2 separate regions of the Oryctolagus cuniculus genome follow, and region 2 is linked to region 1. The links are chromatin contacts, called in public Hi-C maps. All regions are on one chromosome and are shown on one strand. Each heading gives the region's core, a stretch centred on a gene start, on an enhancer-like site or on the middle of the called end of the contact. The rest is flanking DNA. Distances are from core to core; before and after follow the strand shown.

What was found. Hi-C and Micro-C count contacts between places; a contact is called where the count stands out from the background.
Region 2: a Hi-C map of psoas muscle shows a contact between it and region 1, with 5 times the contacts expected there. The contact joins two enhancer-like sites. A contact is called at or near these places in 3 of 6 Hi-C or Micro-C datasets (ear pinna, psoas muscle and an unstated tissue).

Annotation. Positions count from the first base shown.
Region 1 is chr4:7,494,480-7,499,710 of mOryCun1.1, reverse strand. The region is part of intron 1 of DYRK1A (dual specificity tyrosine phosphorylation regulated kinase 1A); the gene reads left to right. Among named protein-coding and RNA genes, the nearest start is that of DYRK1A, 88 kb to the left of the region's middle. Within about 2 kb of position 1,735, at least 4 of the 8 cell types and tissues checked have an H3K27ac peak or open chromatin away from gene starts, as enhancers often do.
Region 2 is chr4:7,573,922-7,579,068 of mOryCun1.1, reverse strand. The region is part of intron 1 of DYRK1A (dual specificity tyrosine phosphorylation regulated kinase 1A); the gene reads left to right. Among named protein-coding and RNA genes, the nearest start is that of DYRK1A, 8.3 kb to the left of the region's middle. Within about 2 kb of position 1,383, at least 1 of the 8 cell types and tissues checked has an H3K27ac peak or open chromatin away from gene starts, as enhancers often do.

The DNA of each region.
Region 1 (5,231 bases), core at 486-2,985:
TTGAGTCGTTGAATGGAGGTCGCCTGGAAATTTTCTCTTGGGAAGTTTTGGTGGATCAGGCCTACTAGTGCTGTTACTTCTGTTGACATTCCATTGACCATCTGTGGTCACGTGGCTCTGCTAACTGCAAGGGAGGCTGGGGACGTAGTCTGTGTCAGTCAGGAAGAGAAATGCTTTTAGGTATCAATTAGCAGTCTTTAGATGTGGAAATGTAGTGACTATAAACATCACCAGCAAGACATTGGCATGTGGTGTATCTCAAGTCTGCATAATTACTTTCTTAGCTTCCCTTGATTTTGCTGAATTATCCCTCCCCCATCACTCCACACTGGTCCCGTTTTTGGAGGATTGTGTCCTCCATTGTTCATTTACATGTGATATTCAGATCGCTTGGTTGTGGTCAACAGAAACCCATCCCTTTCTAACTTGGGCAGAAAATGAATTGATTGCAAGGTTAAAAGTCGTTCCACAGAATAGAATCTGAAGCTGAAGACTGCTAGAAAAATAAGTGCAGTCCAGAGTGGCAGGTTAAGGGACACAAGCAGGCCTGATTGCTCCATAGGTCAGTCCAGGCAGGGGCTGTACCTGGTGTGTGGCATGGGATTGCTGCGTGAACCTCAGCCTTCCTGCCCCCGCTGGGGACGTTCGTTCTCTCTCTCTCTCTCTCTCTCTCTCTCTCTCTCTCTCTCTCTCTCCCCACACCTGGTAGCAGTGACCTCCCAGGATGCAAGTCCTGAGCAGAAACACGGGGCTGTCCAAACTTCTCATTGACCAAGCCTTGGAGATTGTACTAGGAGGCATGGCTTTCCTGCCTCCCACGATTCCTGTCTGCAAGCTATTCAGACATCAGGTGCCCCCCAAATGACAGATACCTGCTTGAGAGCCTTTTTTATCAGGAGAAGTATTTTGTAGGGTAGGAAATTGTGTTCCTCTTGATTTTGCTACTGACCATTTGGGGTAAGTTTGTTTGTTTGTTTGTTTGTTTGTTTGTTTAAGATTTATTTACTTATTTGAAAGAGTTACACAGAGTGAAGGAAAGACAGAGAAAGAGGTCTTCCATCTGCTGGTTCACTCCCCAATTGGCCGCAACAGCCGGAACTGCGCCCATCGGAAGCCAGGAGCCAGGAGCTTCTGGGTGTCCCACATGAGTGCAGGGGCCCAAGCACTTGAGCCATCTTCTACTGCTTTCCCAGGCCACAGCAGAGAGCTGGATTGGAAATGGAGCAGCCAGGTCTTGAACCGGCACCCATCTGGGATGCTGGCATTGTAGGCGGTGGCTTTACCTGCTGTGTCACAGTGCTGGCCCCTGGAATAAGTTGTTAAATCTCTTGATTGCTGTTGCCCTCTGCATAAGTTGAGACGGGGGATTTAGATGTCTGACAGTGTCTGTTCACTTATTCACTGATGGAGTAAATACTTAGTGAGTGTCTCTCATGTGTTGGCAAAAAGAATTGAGTACCAGACCCTTACCTGTTGTGGTGGGCCGGTGAGCAGAGTCGTCGTTCTAGTACAGTTGGGGTGACGTGTTCCAGCAGTCCAGCCCCGGATGCTGTAGGACCTCACAGGGAAGAGTGTTGTGGCAGGGGATTCAGGGCTCACTCTGCTGCTTTCACTGGTTCACTGGTTGTCTGCTTTAAGCCTTTGTGTTGTTGCAGTTGTGGGAACATAGCAGTACAGGAGACCAGTGCCCTCCCTCCAGGCACTAATTGTGGGGCTGTACTGACAGTTGTGGCCGGCAGCTTGCTTGGTGCTGTGGCGACTTTGAACAGCCCGCTAAGGATGGAGCAGGGGAGCAGTTCCCTTTAGGACTGTGGGAAGTTTCTTAGACAAGATGACGTTTGCTCTAGTTCCTGGACTTTGAGCTCGAGATTTCGAGGAGCATACAAGAAGCGAACAGGGACTGCTGTGCTGGCGCTGTTGCAGAATGGCGGTGTTGGTTCACCAGATGGAAGGGGTGTCACGGGAGAGCAGGAGAGCAGCAGGGGGGCCAGTGCGGTGACAGAGATGTCGACTCTCCCCTGAAGCCTTTGGGTGTTTAACGTGTCATGGATTTGACCCTTTTTTCAGGCCATGAGCTTCGATGGCAGTGGGGAGAATGAATGGAAGGCACGGGGTCTGCGTAAGGAAGTCTCTGCAGAACCCCCCCTCAACACACACACCCCGGGCCGGCATCTCGTGAGATTTTCACAGAGTATGGGCATAAGCAGCTGGGGTTGTGAGACATTCCAGAGGCCAGAGTCACAGAATGTGGTCAGACTGGAGGAAAGGGATTGGAGAGGTGGAGCTGAAAAAGTGATAGAGGGGTGGAGATGCCGTTTATAGAACTGGGTCAAACTTGGCGCTCCTGCCCGCTCCCAAGCCTAGGCAGACGTGGTTAAATATAGTATGCCGTGCTTTCCAGCTGAGGCTGAAGTTAGCTTTGGAATCTTTTCTATGATAGTGAGCGCTCCAGCCAGCCACTGCCGGTCGGGGCACTTCACTGCTGAGGGCCATGCCTGGGAGGGAGTGTGGGGGAAGGATCTCACCACTTCTGGTCCCCTTTGGCCCTGTTTTATTTTCTTCAGAACACTCATCGCTTTCTGCAGTTGTCACATTCCTTTTTTTCTGTTGTTTTTGTTTATTGTCTGAGGATTGCACCCCCCGGTAAAACACAGTGCGTGCCGGAATGCCTGAATCCCACCTGTCGTCTTCACATTCACATCCTGAACGCTGAAAATAGTGTTGAGAATGACACTGTCCAATAGAAATACAATAGAAACCATTTATGTTACTAAATAATTTTTACCAGTCATATTTAGAAACAAGTAAAAAGTATATGGAAATATTATTTTAATTTGAAATTTGAACAGATGATAATGAGATCATTCACATCCTTTTTTGGTCCCTCTCTGAATCTTGTAGTTGTACATCTATAGCACGTCTCAGCTTTGACAACCTCGTGTCAGGTGCTCAGTAGCCACGTGTGACTGTTGGCTACCACATAGAATGGTGGAGGTCTGAAGTATAGCAGGGATTTGATAGGTGTTAAATACATGAATTTGAGACGAGAATTAAAGGCTGCATATAGAATCGAGGAAGGAGTCTGCTTTCCTGGTGAGGCAGTTGAGCGTATTGATGTGCTCACGCTAGAACTGGGAGAGTGAGCCGGAGAGAGGAGGACGTGGGACACTAGCTGGAGGAAAACGGGCCTGCGGAGGTCGCCACTGGGCCGGAGATCTGCAGCCTGTTGCTGCCTGTGTCTTGCCGTCTCGTCTCTTTTGAAGAGCGTCTTCAGTTACATTTTAGAGAACTAAACCCAAGTTATTTAGCATAATTTTTTTTAAAGATTGATTTTATTTGAAAGGCAGAGTTACAGAGTGAGGGAGGGAGAGAGATATCTTCCATCTGCTGTTCACTCCCCAAATGGCTGCAACGGCCAGGGCCAGGCCAGGCCAGGCTGAAGCCAGGAGCTTCTTCCGTGTGGTGGGTCTCCCTTGTGGGTGGCGAGGGCCCTGGGACTTGGACCAGCTGCTGCTGCTCTCCCAGACACGTTAGCAGGGGGCTGGATGGGAAGTGGAGCAACCAGGGCTTGAACCGAAGCCTATACGAGAAGCCGGCATCGCAGACTTTTTACACCACAGTACTCGCCCCTAGCACAAACTTTTAATTGGATTGGATTTACTGTTCCCTGCATTTTAGATATTAGATAGTTTAGGGTCATTTTAAAAGCCCTTAAGTATTTTCCTTGATGACTTAAAAGACAAAACAAACATTTATTTTTTAGTCAGGAGGTTGGAAAAATGCTATTGGCTTGTATCAGTGTTTTTACTTTGGGTACCATTCCACTAGAAAAAAGTACTTTCTGTATTAAAATGTTTATTGACTCAGATTTTTGTCATTGTTTATGTTGGGAATTATTTGAAGTCTGTGTATTGCATGTGTCTGAACATTCTCCCAAATGGTGCTGGTTAGGACGCCACGTCCGTGTCAGAGCGCGAGCCTCGGTGTCCTCCGGCTGCACCTTGGCTTCCTACTGATGCTCGCACTTAGTGGCAGGGGTGGCGGTTCAAGTAGCTGGATTCCTGCGCTCTGCTGGGAGACCTGGGTTGAGTTCCCAGCTCCTGGCTTTAGCCTCCAGGTTGTAGAAGACGTTTGAGGAGTGAACCAGTAGATGGACTCTCTCCTTTTGTGTCTCTGCCTCTCAAAACAAAACACCAGAGACTGCCTCAGAAAGGGTGCTTTGGAGATGTGGGAGGGAGGGTGTTCTGTTTATTTTGACAAAGGGACAGCGATCCTGTGCGTTATTTGCGAGGGACTCGGGCTGTTTGGACAGGTGATGTGTGTTTTTCAGTATCACGTAGCTGACCTCAGGAGCCAGGACTGCAGAGGCGCTGGACCTGCGTGCCCCGGGCCAGCTTCATTTCCCTGCCAGTGCCCTTTCCTTTCTGATGTGACGTCTTGGCTGTTGCATGCCTGCTGAGATGAGAGCTGCTGGGACACACGAGGAAGCTGCCTTTGGGCTCCGAGTGCAGGACAGTAGGAGGGTCAGCACCCGCTTTAGCCCGGTCTGACTTTGTGATAGTCACCACCACTCTTCCCGGTCGCCTGACCTTCCCCGCCTACACAGGTTTCCCAGTCCTGTCAGTTCTGACCTCTCCTTTTTCCTCTCCCGAAGGTCTGGGTCCCATGTCTGGCCTGTGGAAGTAAGCACCTACCTGACCTGTGCAGTTACTCCGTTTGCATCAGCACTGTTGTTTCTGTACGCCAGATGCCATGCTGATTGTTAACTCTTCAGTTTTCTTAGGACTCTCGAGATTTAAGTACTGTTATTAACCCATTCTGCAGATGGAAAAATAGACACACATTTCACTTACGCAGTCACGCAGTGGCCAGCTGGTGCTCCTGAGTGGCCAGACTGAATCCAGACATTTCAGAGTCGTCGTTACTGTAGCCAAAAGCATAACTGGAGCTGACACCCTGCAAAGCCTGTTCACAAAATCCAGATTCCTTCCTCAGGCTGCCACTGAGGCTCCTCTGACCCTGCCTACCTTTCTGGCCTTAATCTGCTCCCCCATCTGTATGGTCTGTTCTGCAGCCGAGCTTGAGCTGCTATTTAAACCACTACTTGAAAGAGAGCCGGTGGTCCAATAGGCAAAACCGTTGGAGGGCTAGCAGAGAATGTGCTGGAGAGCAGCTGCGGCCGCCGTGCAGGAGCTGCAGCCTCCAGAGGTAGCGTCAGCCCGCTATGTTCT
Region 2 (5,147 bases), core at 134-2,633, 80 kb before region 1:
TCCTAACACAGTGGCCTTGTCAGAAGTGAGTTGTGCGCCTGTGTAGTAAGTAGCACTTAACGTGTACCGAGTGGCTGTGCCTTCTAACAGACTCCTCAGCACATGTTATCTTGGCCATTGGGCAATCAGTAGTTTGATGGTAATTCATAGCCCAAACTTTGCACAAATTTTGGTTAAAAATTTGGGGGAGTTAAGGTTTGTGTTTACTTACATGTAAAAACCCAGCAAATAATTTTTAAATTACCTAAAATTTCTCCTCCGTTTTCTTTCCATGAGGAAATCTTTTGAAGTCTTTCCCTTTGTCCCCTCTGTTTTGTTCAACTAGAATGAAAAAGTCCAGCCCAGGAAGTCAAGAGGCCTTAGGTTCACGTTTTGGTGTAGGAAAGAAACAGTGACTGGGAAACACTGCATCGGGTAAACCAGCTGACTGTTGTTGAAAAGTTGATGCTTTTGCTTTCAAGTCCTATTGACAGGCTCCATTATGAGTTAACATTTCTTAGTAGAGGTAGTACCTTAACACTGAACACTGAAGTGGTTCCTTGTGGGCCAGCTTTTTGCTAAATATAGAACCATTTTGGATTCTTGTCAATTAGTTCTACCACAGCTATGTGCTGTCTGTTCAAGGAGGTTTTTTTTAATATTGTTAAAACTAAGTTTTGGCAAAGTATATGCATACATGTTATGTGTATTTTTTCTGTTTGAGGACACATGCTCAGTGAGTACTGGTTTAAAATGTGTCTCGGTACTCTTGCCTGCCGATGAATTATTTTGAGTTTAATTTCCCCATAATTGAAATACTGTTTATTTTTTGGAGGGCCTAGTGAACACGAGAGGAAACTGATTTTCAGAATCATTTTTGTTTTAAGTAATAGCTCATTAAGTAATCTTAGAATTTTTCCAAGTTATGAAATTTCCAATAAAGTTTTTTTTTTTTTTTTTAAATTATGGGCATTTGTGGTTAAGGTTTGCATCTTGGCACACGGGTTTGGGTAGAAGATGCTCTAGCTGTGACACCTGTCCAGAGACTGCTGGCTGTCTCGTTATGGGTAGCAGGTGAGGCAGCATGGTCCCATGGGAAGATCTTTGCCTGGGAGTTGGTGAGCTGAGCATCCCGGGCCAGGCAGATCTGTGTGCCCCGAGCTTCTGCCGCTCAGTGGCTGTGTCAGCAGCAGACTGGCGGGTGGGAGCCACGCAAGGGTCCTTGTAAAGACTGAGAAAACGCGTGCACACTTCTTCGTAGCCTCTTCTCGCCTTTCGCTTCCCTGCTGTCCATTTATGCTCATCCTAGGGTCTCGGGGAGGCCTTCCTCAAGCCCCAGTCCAGGTGAGGTTCCTTGGCCATGCATTCTTCTTGGCCAAGAAAGGCCCTCTGCCTTTTTCTAATTATATATTACTCACTTGATGTCTGTCTCTTCCTGTCCGTTAGATTGTAAGGTCTGTTTGGACAGCAGTCCATGTTGATTATGGCTGTGACTCAGTGTCTGGCACACACCCAGTAACAGAGATTGAGGGGACTTGAGAAAGTTTGTGGAGAATAGAACTGAAGTGTTTATTTTAGTGCAAAAAGTTTTTGAAATTCACACACAATGCTTTGATAACATTCACTTCCCGTTAGCTACTTGTAGACCCATCCCATACATGGAGTTGATGAGTTGGGGAACCTGCGTGTTGAATCCTGCCTGGTTAACTCCATGATCTTCGGCAAAACAGCTTCTCTACTCGTCAGTATCCTATAAGCCAAATGTGGTTAGCACCAGTTAGCTTGCTCAGGATTTTGAGCACATAAAATGAGATACTATAATGAGATTCTTTTTAAGAGTGTAAAATGCCATATTAGTTGGAGCTGGTACAATGGTAGTAATCTCAGTTGTGGGGTTTCTATAGGAGGTTTTATTGTGACAAAAAAGGCATTTAGAGTTTTAGCTTTTCTGAGTTGATCAGTAGTGATTGCTTACTTAGTATTTCTTAATAATTTTTTTTTGACAGGCAGAGTTAGACAGTTGGCAGAGATTAATTTAAACTTTCTCTGTGCATTAGTTAGGATGCGGATGGGACTTATGTCTGACTAAATGCAGTGGCTTCCGTGGGAAGTTTATTTTTCCGTCATAAAACAACAGGATAGGTGCTCTAAGGCTGCTGTGCGGCTCCGTGACACAGGGACACTTGGTTCTCTCCTGTGCTTGAGGAGATGCCGTGTTCCTCAGCGTGAGGCTGCGCCCCAACACAGCGACGGTCCGGGAATAGGGTACGGGAAGGCACACCCCTTTCCATTAAAGACAGATCTGGAATGGGCATACGTGACTTCTGTTTATATCCTATTGGCTAGAACTTAGTTGTGTGCTATATTTAGCTGCAAAGGAGGCTGAGACTGTGGTCTTTGGCAGGGCGGCTCTTTGTTTCTACTGAAGAATGGAGAATGATGAAAAATACTGCCAGTCACACTTTCAAATGTTTTTGAAGAAACTTCCAGAAACACACTTTGAAATGACAGCTAATTGCACTAATTAATAAATCTTGTTTTCTATATTTGGTTGTTAATCTTTTGAACTATAAAGTACAAATTCAAATAGATCATCTGTTATGTAATATATGTATGTGTATATTTATGGTTAGAAAAATGTAGCTTATGCTTTCAGTATTGCATAATAACATTTTCTGATACTTTTCTGGTATAACACGATTGCTGTGATCATATCCTTTGTAAACAGTATTTGCAACCTTCAGCTTTTAGGTCATTGTTACTAGCCCACTGGACGGTGCTGTGTGTTCTTGCTCCTGTCTTCAGCAAGCAGTGCTAGAATAACCCTTGGATCTTGTCAGAATTTCAGTAAATGCTTGAGTTACTGAACATTGTAAGAAGTATGGTAGCCATGATGCTTGAAATAACTTGCTGTCCAGTATCTTTCTCTGTAGTTTCTGTGGCTTTTTTTTTTTTTAATTATTTTTTGAGAGAGATGGGGATGAAGGGGGTGAAGGAAGACAGAATCAAAGAGTCAGTCACTCCCCAGATGCCCACAACAGCTGGAAGATGTGGGGGCTGCGGAAGCGACACTGGGAACTCAGTCTGGGTCTTGATTTCACCAGTGCCTCCCACGGTTTGCAACAGCGGGGAGCTGGAGTCAGGATCCAGGGCTGGGAATTGAACCTGGGTGTGGTGGTGTGGGACATGGGTGCTCCAGCCATACATGGGCGTTAAGTAATTTCCAGGCCCAAATTGTGGGTTTGAAAAAAGAGGCAGAGAGTGGATTCCTTTGAACTCAAATGTTAAGTCTAGAGAGGACTTGGGAAAACTCTTCTGGAGAACGTGTCAGGTTACATGGTTCTCGGGCTGGCTCTTTTCTTCTCTGGGTTGGAGTGATGCTCTGGAGCTGGCGTTCCTGGTGAGGACTCCAGGCAGCTCCTCGGCGGTGGAGCATTTGAGAGGCACTGAAGGGAATGGATGCAGATAGCTGAGTGAGTGACCAGTGCCGCAGAATAAATTGGGTGCATATGGGACGGCGCTGTGGCGTCATGAGTTAAGCCACCTGCGATGCCAGCATCCCATACGGGCGCCATTCAAGACCCGGCTGCTCCACTTCCAATCTAGCTCCCCGCTAATGTGCCTGGAAAAGCAATGGAAGGTGGCCCCTGCACCGATGTGGGAGACCTGGACGAAGCTCCTGGCTCCTGGCATTTGGCTTCAGCCTGCCACAGCCCTACCTGTTGTGGACATCTGGGGAGTGAACCAGCAGCTGGAAGATCTTTCTTTCTAACTTTGCTTTTCAGGTAAATAAAATATAACCTTTAATAAAAAAAAAACAAAGAATAAGTAGTGTGGCACAGGGCTTAAGCCAACGCTTGCCATATTGGCATCCCGTATTGGAGTGCCAGTTCCAGTCCTGAGTCTGGGTTGCTTTGCTTCTGATCCAGCTCCCTGCTGACTTACCTAGGAAGGTGATGAGTGATGGCCCTAGTGCTTGGGTCCCTGCCGTCCGTGCTGGAGACCTGGATGGGGTTCTGGGATCCTGGTTTGGCTTGGCCTATCTTGGCCCTTGTCGCCATTTGGGGAGTGAAAAGATCTCTTTTTCTCTCTGTCTCTCTCTGTTTCTTTGTCACTCTGCCTTTTAAGCAAATAAATCTTAAAAAAAAAATCGGCTGGAATTAGTTTTTTTTTAAATAAAGATTTTACTATATTTGAGAGGTAGAATTACCTACAGTGAGAGGGAGAGACAGAGAGAAAGGTCTTCCTTCTGTTGGTTCAGTCCCTAGGTGGCCGCAACAGCCAGAGCTACACTGATCCGAAGCTAGGAGCCAGATGCCTCCTCCTGGTCTCCCACATGGGTGCAGGGGCCCAAGCACTTGGGCCATCTTCCACTGCTTTCCTAGGCTATAGCAGAGAGCTGGATCAGGTGTGGAGCAGCCGGGACTCAAACAGGCACCTAATGGGATGCCGGCACCACAGGCAGAGGATTAACCTACTGCGCCACAGTGCTGGCCCCTAGTATTAGTTTTCATGACTCTTGGTTCTTTGAAAAAGTATAGGGGACAAGGAGTTCTGGGTGCACTGGGATTTTGTATGGATAGATGTCATTCTAGATTACACTGCATTTTATGTATGAGCTCCTTCCTCATGAATGGTTGGCTCACTCAGCTGTCCTTTTTAGTCCTGTAGAAAAAGTGTGATTGAGTGCAATGAATACTTAAAGGTAATGTTAGTATCAGTACTATAGTGGGCAGTATGTATATCAGCATTAAGGTAGATGGATAGGTAAGTATTTTATTTGACATATTTAGAAGGCATACAAAAATAGGTCTTGTCCCCAAATTGTTACGTCCCTTTTCATCTGATTGGTCACAGTTTTCCTGGTTGAAATTCATTCCATGAGATGAAGGTAAGATCTGGATTCCCTAATTTAAAATGGAAATATTTCTAGGGGGACATTATTTACTTGTTGCTTGCTTAACACTTTTTTTTATCAATTAGCTGGTTGTCATTTTAAAAGTTGTAGATTAGCACTTTCATGTTGTAGATTAGCATTTAGCATGTTTGGAAAACATGTCCGGGAGCTTGGCACCTGTGCCCTTTGCTGAGGAGCGTGAAGGGTGTGTTGGAGAAGTTTCGGCTTGCGAGAGTCATGGGGAGGTTCCTGGGAGGCTTCTCCGATGGCC